2 separate regions of the Triticum aestivum genome follow, and region 2 is linked to region 1. The links are chromatin contacts, called in public Hi-C maps. All regions are on one chromosome and are shown on one strand. Each heading gives the region's core, a stretch centred on a gene start, on an enhancer-like site or on the middle of the called end of the contact. The rest is flanking DNA. Distances are from core to core; before and after follow the strand shown.

Evidence for each region. A called contact is a pair of places that touch in the nucleus more often than the background predicts.
Region 2: a contact with region 1 is called in a Hi-C map of leaf, with 4 times the contacts expected there. The contact joins the promoter of LOC123186299 here to the enhancer-like site in region 1. A contact is called at or near these places in 2 of 5 Hi-C or Micro-C datasets (both in leaf).

The regions. Positions count from the first base shown.
Region 1 is chr2A:733,679,095-733,684,310 of IWGSC CS RefSeq v2.1, forward strand. No RefSeq gene overlaps it. Among protein-coding and RNA genes, the nearest start is that of LOC123190690, 5.3 kb to the right of the region's middle. Within about 2 kb of position 2,472, at least 2 of the 8 cell types and tissues checked have an H3K27ac peak or open chromatin away from gene starts, as enhancers often do. A contact at or near this core is called in leaf, where this site is marked.
Region 2 is chr2A:733,767,420-733,772,635 of IWGSC CS RefSeq v2.1, forward strand. It overlaps LOC123186299, which reads left to right and starts at 3,280. Exons shown (of 2, transcript XM_044598081.1): 1 at 3,280-3,509; 2 at 4,926-5,216. The coding sequence starts at 3,410. The coding sequence ends at 5,128.

The DNA.
Region 1 (5,216 bases), core at 1,222-3,721:
CCTGGAGGCAACGACTGGAGATGCTCTAAGAAGTTGGTTGTGCGGTGGCAATTTTGATATCGACGGTGACAGTGGTGAGACCGATAGTTGACATGCACAAAGCGTCCGCAAAGATATTCCGTGAACCGCCCCCTCCCTCTCTCCAACGACGGGGGTCGAAAAGGGGTGCCACTACCACAGATCAGATTGGAGCAGTGAGGTCATCAACCTTCTTCAGGCGCTTTATTTAGTAAAGTGCTTTTGATGGATTACCAACTGCTTTAAGTGTCATCGGCTGCCATCCGTGCACTATACAGTAAACTATTTGTGTGGTCGAAACATAGGATGTGATCTGGTGCTTCTTTTCACTTGCTCCTTTCGTTCAGGTTGCCAGGCATGATCGCACGCCAATTTTCTGCTGTTCATTTACAGGGTAAAATACACACATATCGATCAAGGTATTATGCAAGCGCGAACAATCTATTAGTATACGAGTTCCTTTTGTCGACTTGCTTAGGTTGTGCAAGAGTAGATTGATCGTCGTGATGTTCACTCAATCGTTTGGTTCGGTCTCATGTATCACCATTGTTACTTTCTTCGTCTCAAAATAAATATCTCAACTTTAATATAACATTTATTTTGAGAGTGTACTAAAGTTGAAATTTTGAGACGGAGGGGGTATTGTTTTTCTAGCTTATAAGACCATCTCCAATAGCCAAGCGTCGCGCTTGAAAATTTAGTTTTTTTTGCGCGCTGGAAAATTTGGAAGGATATAATCGATGCCGACAACAAATTGGTGAGGCGCTATTTTGTGGATAATCCCGTGTACCCCGAGTCGTACTTCCGGCGCCGGTTTAGGATGAGCACCGAGTTGTTCAGGCGCATTACAGAGAAACTAGCAAGCCATGAACGGTTTTTTCAGCAAAGGAGGAATACCGCTGGAAAGCTCGGGCATAGCACCTTTCAGAAGGTGACAGCCGCTTTGCGTATGTTGGCATACATTTCGACTGATCTAGTTGATGACCACTTGGCCATGGGTGAGAGTCAAGCCATCATGTGTGTCAAGCGCTTCGCAGTCGGAATTGTGCAAGTGTTTGGCCTGGAGTATTTAAGATCTCCCAATGTTGAAGACTGTGCAAGGCTTTTGGAGATGAACAAAGCTCGCGGGTTCCCAGGTGTGCTTGGCTCAATAGATTGCATGCCTTGGAGTTGGAAAAACTGTCCTAAGGCATGACGTGGGCAATTCCACGGCCAAAAAAATGGTTTCACTATAATCCTTGAAGCGGTGGCCGATTAAGAGACTTGGATTTGGTATGTTTTTTGGAATGCCTGGATCTTTGAATGACATCAACGTTGTTAATCGGTCACCACTGATGAATAAAATTGCAAGTGGTGAACTGCCCCCGGTGCAGTTTGTAGCAAATGACCATACATACAACTATAACTACTATCTTGTGGATGGTATCTATCCGAAGTGGCAAACATTTGTGAAGACGTTGAAAAAACTGGAAGGTAAAAAAAATCTTGATTTCCACAATGCTCAGGCGGCGGCTAGGAAAGATGTGGAGAGAGCTTTGGAGATTTTGCAAGCCCAATTTGTCATTGTGAGAGGACCGGTTAGATTTTGGGATCAAAAGATGCTTTGGTATATCATGCACGCTTGTGTGATCATGCACAATATGATCATCGAGAATGAGCGTGGCCAAGATTTAGACTACTCTCCGTATGAGCTCTTGGGACATCCTGTGTGAGTGCGGCGGAGGGCTGCCAAGGTGGTTCGTTTTGTTGCCTCCTATCATTTCATTCGACGTGCCAAAACGCATGATGATCTTCAGAAGGATCTCATCGAGGAGTGGTGGGCATGAAATGACCGACAAAGAGCATCATGATTTTTTTGTTTGATTTTGTATTGTTGAACTATTTGTTGTATTGCAAGATAAACTATTTGTTTAAGTTGTAATAATAAAATTGAACTATTTATTGTTAATTTATTTTATTTGTGTTTGATCCTTTTGGTTGTGTTTGCATATGTTGTTTGTGTGAGAGCGCGCACGTGATTTTTTTGCAGCAGCTGCTGGAACGGCTCGCGCGCGCTAAACTTTACAGCAGCCGCCGGAGCAAGCGCTTCTCGCCGCGCAAAAACTCATGATCCACGCGCTGTAAACGCTTTTTTAGGGCGTCGCGCGTTGCGCGGCTGTTAGACATGCTTTAAGTGTCAACTTTTTGCGTGTTTAGAAAGGACACATACAGTGACAATTCCCTTGGAGATGATGCATCATCGCCCTTGCGAGATTCGAGATATCGGCCGGCACAACCTATCCATTCTGATGCTTCATCTTGGCAGTGCCCTACAGCTTCCGGCGAGAACGCGCTAGCTCCTGCTCACTCCCAGTGCCAGTGCCAGCCAACCACGCCGTGGCCGTGGAGACAGCATAGACCGGGAAAGGTTGGAAACGGTCAGCTCTCCTTCTACTCTTTCAAGCCGGCCGGCCGGCCGGCCACATGCGTGCTGCAGCCACGTGTCGATCCCTCCACCTTTTGCTCCGGCCGCCTCAACTCACAGCTAGACCACACAAACGTTCGTCGTCCATTTAATACGACCCCGTCCATTGCCCGCTGCCCGCTGCCCGGTCAGCGACCGGGTCAAACCTGCATCACAGCAGCAACCAAACGTTCGTTGGATCTTTCTTTGGTCCGTTGGATCTATTGCCGAGGAGTGGGTAGAAGTTGTACTGCCACTATTTTTATTTATTCTGTATATTAGTGTATATTAGGTTTGACTGAAGTCAACTTTCGGAAAGTTTGATCAAGTTTATAAAAAAACATAAACATTTACCATAACAAATCTATATGATGTGAAAGTACATTCAGTAATAAATCTAATGGTATTGATTTGTTATTGTATATGTTAATATTTTTGTTTATAAACTTTGTTAAAGTTTATAAACCTTGACTTTGACCAAAGCAAATACGCGGACTAAATAAAAACAGAGAAAATATTTGCTGAGAAGTGGGTATGGGCATCTCCACCATTGACCCGTAAATTGCTCAGGCATCCGTCCACGGACATGGATGCCGGAGCCAGCCATCCAACACCACCCGCATAAATTTTAAACACTTTTTAAACAAATCAGATAAAATTCATGCAAACACAGCGGATTTCATAGTCCCTCCGTCCGAAAATACTTGTCATCAAAATTGATAAAAAGTGATGTATCTAGAACTAAAATACGTCTAAATACATCCCCTTTTATTTATTTTGATGACAAGTATTTCCGGACGGAGGGAGTACAAACCAAATGAAAACATATACATTTTGGACATATTTTAACAAAATGGCAATATTGTGTGCACGCCCCGCCGCGCGGAGCTCCATTTCCGCGACACGGATACACTATACTAGTCTACAACCGGCCGCGGCGGTTCCCTTTGTCTTCAACCGGTGGTGAAGGGGTGCTCCTCCGTTCCCGTGAAGCCAAGGCAGGGGTCAACGATGGTCTATGCTAAACCGGGCAAGTCACCGACTGTGCAAGCCGGCAACGCGCCGGCAGTGGCTCTCCTAGGACCCAAGCGGCGGCGGCATCCCATGTTCTACTTTTCCTCAATGTTGACGGCGAACGTGGATGCACTAGCCATTGACTTGTCGATCTCCACGTAGCCGACTTCGTTCTCCACCAACCGGGCGCAGTTCCGCCAACGTTGACGATGGATGGCACGACGTCTGACCTCGTTCATGGAAGCCACGATGCCCGTTCCGCCGTGCTCCTCTGCGTGCCTGCCTGGAGAAACTCGCTACTCCTCCACGAGCTGGCTTGGAGCAGTGAGTTGCTGAACCACGCGCTGGCTTGTGGTGACAACTTGCTCCGTCAGGCAAGGCGAGGGAGGTGGAGCAGCGAGTTGCCTGGCTCTTATCCGGCGGGCTCGGCGGACCACCCAACCGTTTTTTATGCCGAAGAACTGCTCTTCCTGCTAGCGGGATGGCATAGACAGTGTAGAGAAAATGGTGCAACTAGGAGATGGGGGCAGAGTTGTGGCACGATTCTTGCCTGACGTCTGGCCTCGTTTAAATAGCGGGCTGACAGGAAGAGCTTGCCCGGCGTTGTGTTTAATGTCGACCCGCTCGTGAACGAATGTGTGGCCGGAGTAGGTTTCTCGGCACACGTGCGGGTGTACTGGAGGCGTTCGAATGCGGCGAGAAGACGTGTTCAGCCGGGTGTGCAGCGGGCAACGCCCTCTGCCGACACGCCACTTCATTGGCGGAGCCAGTCAGAGGTCGCATCCACTCTGGGCCATCTTCAATGTGGAGCAGCCGCTCTACGATGTATGAATGCGGGAAGCTGGCGTCGGGCGGGAACGCGCGCGGACGAAGGAGGTTTTGGGTGGGGCAGGATGGTCATAAATGGGCGTGACTGCTGTGTGGACGTCTGCAAAGCCCCCTTAGTTTGTCTCCCGTTTGCGAGAGAAAGTAAGTCCGGGCCGTCGAGCGGATCGATATAGGCCCGCCTTGGATGGGACAACACGTCTGCACCACGCGGTTCGGACGGTTACGGCCTTACGGGCGATTTGATGGTCATCGTTGGAGATGCAAAGTTGTATTTAGGGCCCCATCCAATGCCTGCTACCTGCCAATGTCGTTGAAGCCAATGGTGTTGCTATGATCCAACTCCATCATGAATTCCAACAATCCGATTCATTTTGCATGCTACGGTGGTAAAAATCATCACCATATATGAATATCACGTGATTCTTGTGAAGGAAATATGTCCTAGAGGCAATAATAAAGTTGTTATTTATATTTTCTTATATCATGATAAATGTTTATTATTCATGCTAGAATTGTATTAACCGGAAACTTAGTACATGTGTGAATACATAGACAAACAGAGTGTCACTAATATGCCTCTACTTGACTAGCTCGTTAATCAAAGATGGTTAAGTTTTCTAATCATAGACATGAGTTGTCATTTGATGAACGGGATCACATCATTAGAGAATGATGTGATTGACTTGACCCATCCGATAGCTTAGCACTATGGTCGTTTAATTTATTGCTATTGCTTTCTCCATAGCTTATACATGTTCCTATGACTATGAGATTATGCAACTCCCGAATACTGGAGGAACACTTAGTGGCTATCAAACGTCACAACGTAACTGGGTGACTATAAAGATGCTCTACAGGTGTCTCCGATGGTGTTTGTTGAGTTGGCATAGATCAAGATTAGGATTTTTCACTC
Region 2 (5,216 bases), core at 2,030-4,529, 89 kb after region 1:
GAGGGCAATGGTGAGTGCTATGGCAGCGGCGGAGCTCGAGAAGCAGAGAGGTAGCGAGAAGATGGAAGGAAGAATAAAAAAGAAGAAGGACCGGCCAAGCCTATTTATAAGGGAAAGAAGTGAACGGGCAGGAGCGAAAATTGAGGAAGACCAAAATAATGATTATCCAGCTAAACGGACGCCTTGATTCTCGGAAGACATTAAAAGATAAAAGATCCGTTGAAGATGACGTCATAGCAGGCTTTCATGTTTTCAGAAGATGACGTCATGGCGGGTTACAGAGTTTTTTCAGACAGAGGAAGATGGATTTCGTCTAAATGTTGAAGATTGACAAAGAACAAAGTTCAAGTCAACCTGGGCCTAATGTTGGGGATATAGCTACTAGGTATGACCCGCCCAGGAGGGGTCGGGTCAACCCTAATGGCGGGTTACAAAAAGAAGCCCGGTAATATTCAAGGTGATAGTTTATTAAGACTTGTAGAAGGCCTAAGCCCAGAGGCGGCTTAAGGCCCAATATTGTAAACCGCCATATGTAAAGAAAGACTTGTAAAGAAAGGCATATAAACGAAGTCACCGAGCCGGACACGTTTTATGAGCCGGCCGAGACTCTATAGGCCGCCAGGCGTCAACCCGTGTATATAAGGGGACGACCCGGCGGCGTCTTAGGACAAGAAAACAAGCGATCGATAGCCAAGATAGCAGATTCGCTCCTTGGTCATCGAAACCTAGCAATACAACATCAACTGGACTAGGCTTTACCTTCACCGTAAAGGGTCGAACCAATATAAACCTCTTGTGTCCTTTGTCCCGATTAACCCCTTTAAGCTTCCTAGTTGTGATGGCCCTACGACTAAGTCCTTTCGCTAGGACATCTGCCGTGACAATTCCACAACAAGACCGATAAAATAGAAAACCTATCAAGGGCAAACCTTTGCCTTGCATAAAGTCCACTTGAGCTAGATGTAGACGATCTTGACTTCCTCAAGTTGGACCACCTTTCTTGATTGTGTTGGCTTGGTGAACACTAGTAGATTGCTCCCCCATACTCCACTATGGGTGAGCCACTCTTCGGCACATCTCCACAAGTCCATTGTCACCACAATGGACGGCAAGCTTCAAGCACTCGATATCTTCGTGATGCATCACTTGAACTTGCACAGAGCAACCTAACCCCACAAAGAACTCTCACGAAGACCATGGGTTAGTACACAAAGCGTAATTGACAATGCTTACCATACCATGGGATCACTTGATCCCTCTCGGTACATCTTCTACGCTTTGTGTGTCGATCAACTTGATTCACTCTTTGACTTAGTCTTGATCAACCTCTCACAAGACCAGTCTTTAGGTAATTCCTTGAATAGCACCTTGGTCGACACAAACTCTCCTTGAAACCAACACATGTACTCCAAGAAAAGCCTATGGACAAAACCTTCAAATATAACTCAAGGCAACCATTAGTCCATAGAGATTGTTATCAATTACCAAAACCAAACATGGGGGCACTGCATGTTCTTTCAACGTGGCCCCACTCGCCAGTAGGTAAAGGTCAAAGGCTTTGACTGGACGACGGTGCTTCCTTTGGACTTCTGTGAGTAGGGGTTGGAGGAGGGAGGGGAAAGTGAGCAATGTTGGATGCACAGGGTAAAACCTGAGCACAACTAAGCAACCAGGGCATGAAAATAGAAACAAGGCTCAATAAAATCAAGTCCGTAGCGTCTACCGATTTCGCCATATCCCCATTTCCCTCTTCTTTGAGACCAGGATTCCTTGTGTAATTTCATCCATCTCTTAATTTTTTTGAATCATTGAGTTTATCACTCAACATAGTCTAGCAGTTCAGTTCGACCCTATTTGAGAGACTCTATCTAGGAATCATCGGTGCCACACTTCCAAAGAAGGGCAGGACGCCTATCGGCGACGAAGGAGCACATAATTGTAGGCTTGTAGCTGCAACCGCGGTACATCACATGCCACATTGGATCCTTCCCGCAATGGCCCAGGAGAACCACTGTTACTTATGGAAAGGACTACGATTGATCCCCTATACTTGTGGGTCATCAGGGACTAAGACTTGATCAAGCCGGCTGAGATCCACGTGACCAATGTCCAAACAATACACGACGCTAGTCATGGCCTAAATGCACATTATTACCCCGCACTTTCCCGTAGGCTTGCGAGTGGATCAGAACTGCACTCAAGCCCTCCCCCCTCCCCCCCCCCCTCCCCGCGCACGCCTCGAGCACCTCCGAGCTTCGCAACCGGGCAACATATCAGGCATGATTCGTGCAACCACAAGGCACGTCCACATTTTTACCCGCACTAGCCCAGATTAGGCCGCTCGTACACTGTTGCCATGTCCCTAACCGCCGCAGCCTCAGTGAACCCCACTGCCACCCGTGCGTCAAGAGTCGTGGCAAGAGGAGGACACCCACTGCCCTTCTAGAAATCATCGGTGCCACACTTCCAAAGAAGGGCATGATGCCTGCCGGCAATGAAGGACACATAGTTGTAGGCTTGTAGCTGCCACCGCGGCACATCACATGCCACACCGGATCCTTCCCGGAATGGGCCAGGAGGACCGCCGCTACAAGTCAATGCCAATGTCTCTTTGTTGACCGAGGCACCCGCTATCAAATCTAAGAGCCACGTTCACACCACGGTCAAGGTTCGCTATTGTCGGCCACACCTTTGCCCGATGGTGGATGGGAAGAAGAGGGGCCATAGGGGTGGTGGCAGCTTAGGGTTGGGGGTACCACCCGAGTCACCCACTTGGGAACGATGCAAGCCTGCTTTTGTCACTAGCGCCGTTTCTTAGCCTCTGGATCTTTTTTTATATATGAAGCGTAATCAATGAGGAAATGACGAAACCGTCTCTTATTTTACGCATAGATCATTAATTGTCGTATTTTTCATCTAATTATATCTGCGCCGAATTCGGCTAAAAGTGGGATCTGCTACGATAGATACGCAACATATCTAAGAAAATGCATTAGAATAGCAGATATCCAATTCGGCTCCGAGAGCATTTGCGCGTATCAAAACTATTAAAAATATTTTTGCAAATATCAAAAACAATACAAAAGTCTAAATTTGGGAGGGGCATGCTTTAATCGGCCTGATTAATTGGCGAATGCAAGTTTTAATCTGTTCATAGGATGAGTCATGTGCCTCGAGGGGTCGTATTAGGAATGGGCGCCTGGCTCGCCGCCCGAGGCAACGTGTAGACTATCCAACGGGGATAGGTGGCAATATATCCCTGATCTTCCACGCATATTTTAGCAAGCCTTCCTGTTCTCTCCTCCTCGCCATCTCCCTCGCACTCTCCCTCTCCCTCTCTCTCCAGCAGAGACAGGGGAAATACAGTGCGTGAAGCCGGCGGCGACTGGACGGCGGCCGGCGGAGGTCGATGGATCGGTCCAAGGAGTGGTGGCAGAAGGCGGTGGTGGTGCCGGTGAGGCGCGCGTGGGTCGTCGTCGCCGCGCGCCTGCGTCGCAAGAAACAGCATGGTGAGTCAACTTACTTGATTAGTAATTGCTACCTTGGCATGTCCATATCTTCTGCTGATCTGCATCGAGTTGCACGGTTAAGCATCCATACATGATTGCTTGGATTGTGTATTACAAGCAGCAAAGCTTGATCCATATAGCATCTGCGATTCCCTGCGTAATCCGGTGCCGATCAAATCGATCCGCTAGTAGGATTGCAACGCGTGAAAGGTCAAAGGTTTGAAGATCAACACGCAGGTGTTCTTCGTCCCGACGCGCACACACGTGAGCGGGCGAGCGGGCGGGCGCCTGACGTCTGAACCGATGGTGCGTACTTGCACGCGCGATTAGGATGGCGCAGCAGCAGCTTATGAATCTCGACTCACGAGGCGTCCCTTGCGTGCGCGGCCGTCGTCTAGTTTCTGCGCACACAACCGGACAAGCCATGCAGTCCTCCGTATAAATATCGGCATGCAGCGCTGCAGGATAGATACATGCATGCATGCATGCATACACTACACATGCAAGCCTCTGCCTGGAAGTTTGTGGCATTAAATTGTTAAAAGAAGAACCGTTCTGGTGGGCAGGCACGTGGCCGCCGTGCATCTCATGCACGCGCACCACTGGACTCCATAGCCGACGACCATGCCGCACCTGCGCCTATCGTCGTAGTGGCATGGCAGACCTTGGTTTTCGTCTGTTTCTTCTTCGTACGCACCTCGTCGGGAAGGGGCGCCCGTATATCTAATCAGGCTTCACATGTATGGATGACGATGAGTTTGTCCAGGGGGGGAATGTTTGTTTCCTCTCTAGCAGTAAATGCCCATCTAGAGTAAAATAAAAGAGAGAGATTTAGTGTGAATTAATCATATCGATCCTGTTTCTTGGAGCATTTTCGTTTTTGCACATTGTATAGAGTGATTGTAGGAGAGTACGTTTTGTTGCGCCGCTAGTGCAATGCTTAGAATTCGTTTCTTATAGTTATGCACCGCTTGACACGTATGTCCTATTTGATCATCAGTTCAGGAGTAGGAATTGGTTGAAGCGGGTAGACATGGACGAATGGGTGCCGCACTGTTGGGCGGCAACTGCCACTTCCTCCGGGGCGTGCTTCGCCGTTCTTCAGTCCTTGTTGTCTCTTGGCCACTGGCCAAAAGAACTATCTGTACGTATGTAGTGCGTCACCATACGTGCATCACTAGCGATGGAATGGGTAGACAGATAAGAGATAGCAGATACGTACATACACAGTACGTAGCGTAGGGACCGGACGATGGAGGGAAAGCGGCGGCATGGTCAGCGACACCTGCTCGCCGCTGTGCATGCGCGCCATGGACGCACGCGCGCGGCGGAAGCCACCTGCGCATGGCGTGGGACTGACCGGATGTAGTGATGTATGTGTTGCTGACGACTGAAACTTCTTATTTGTTCATTCAGATGGCCGGGGCGGCGCGCTGGTGAAGCTCCACGACGACGTGCAGACGTGCGCGTACGAGGACGTGCAGGTCATGTGGGAGATGCTGCAGCGCTCCGAGACGGGGAAGATGATGGCCGGGGCGCCGCCGCCCAAGGGCTCCGCGCTCGTCTGGCTCGGCCCCCGCCGCCGCCACCACTCCATCGACCTCCGCCCCCGGTGCTGAGCGCCGGCCGCCGCAGCCTGTGTCATCGTCAGATAATGGAGAGAGTCAAGAGTCAGAGTCGCCCTGCTATATGCATATAGCTCCTTTG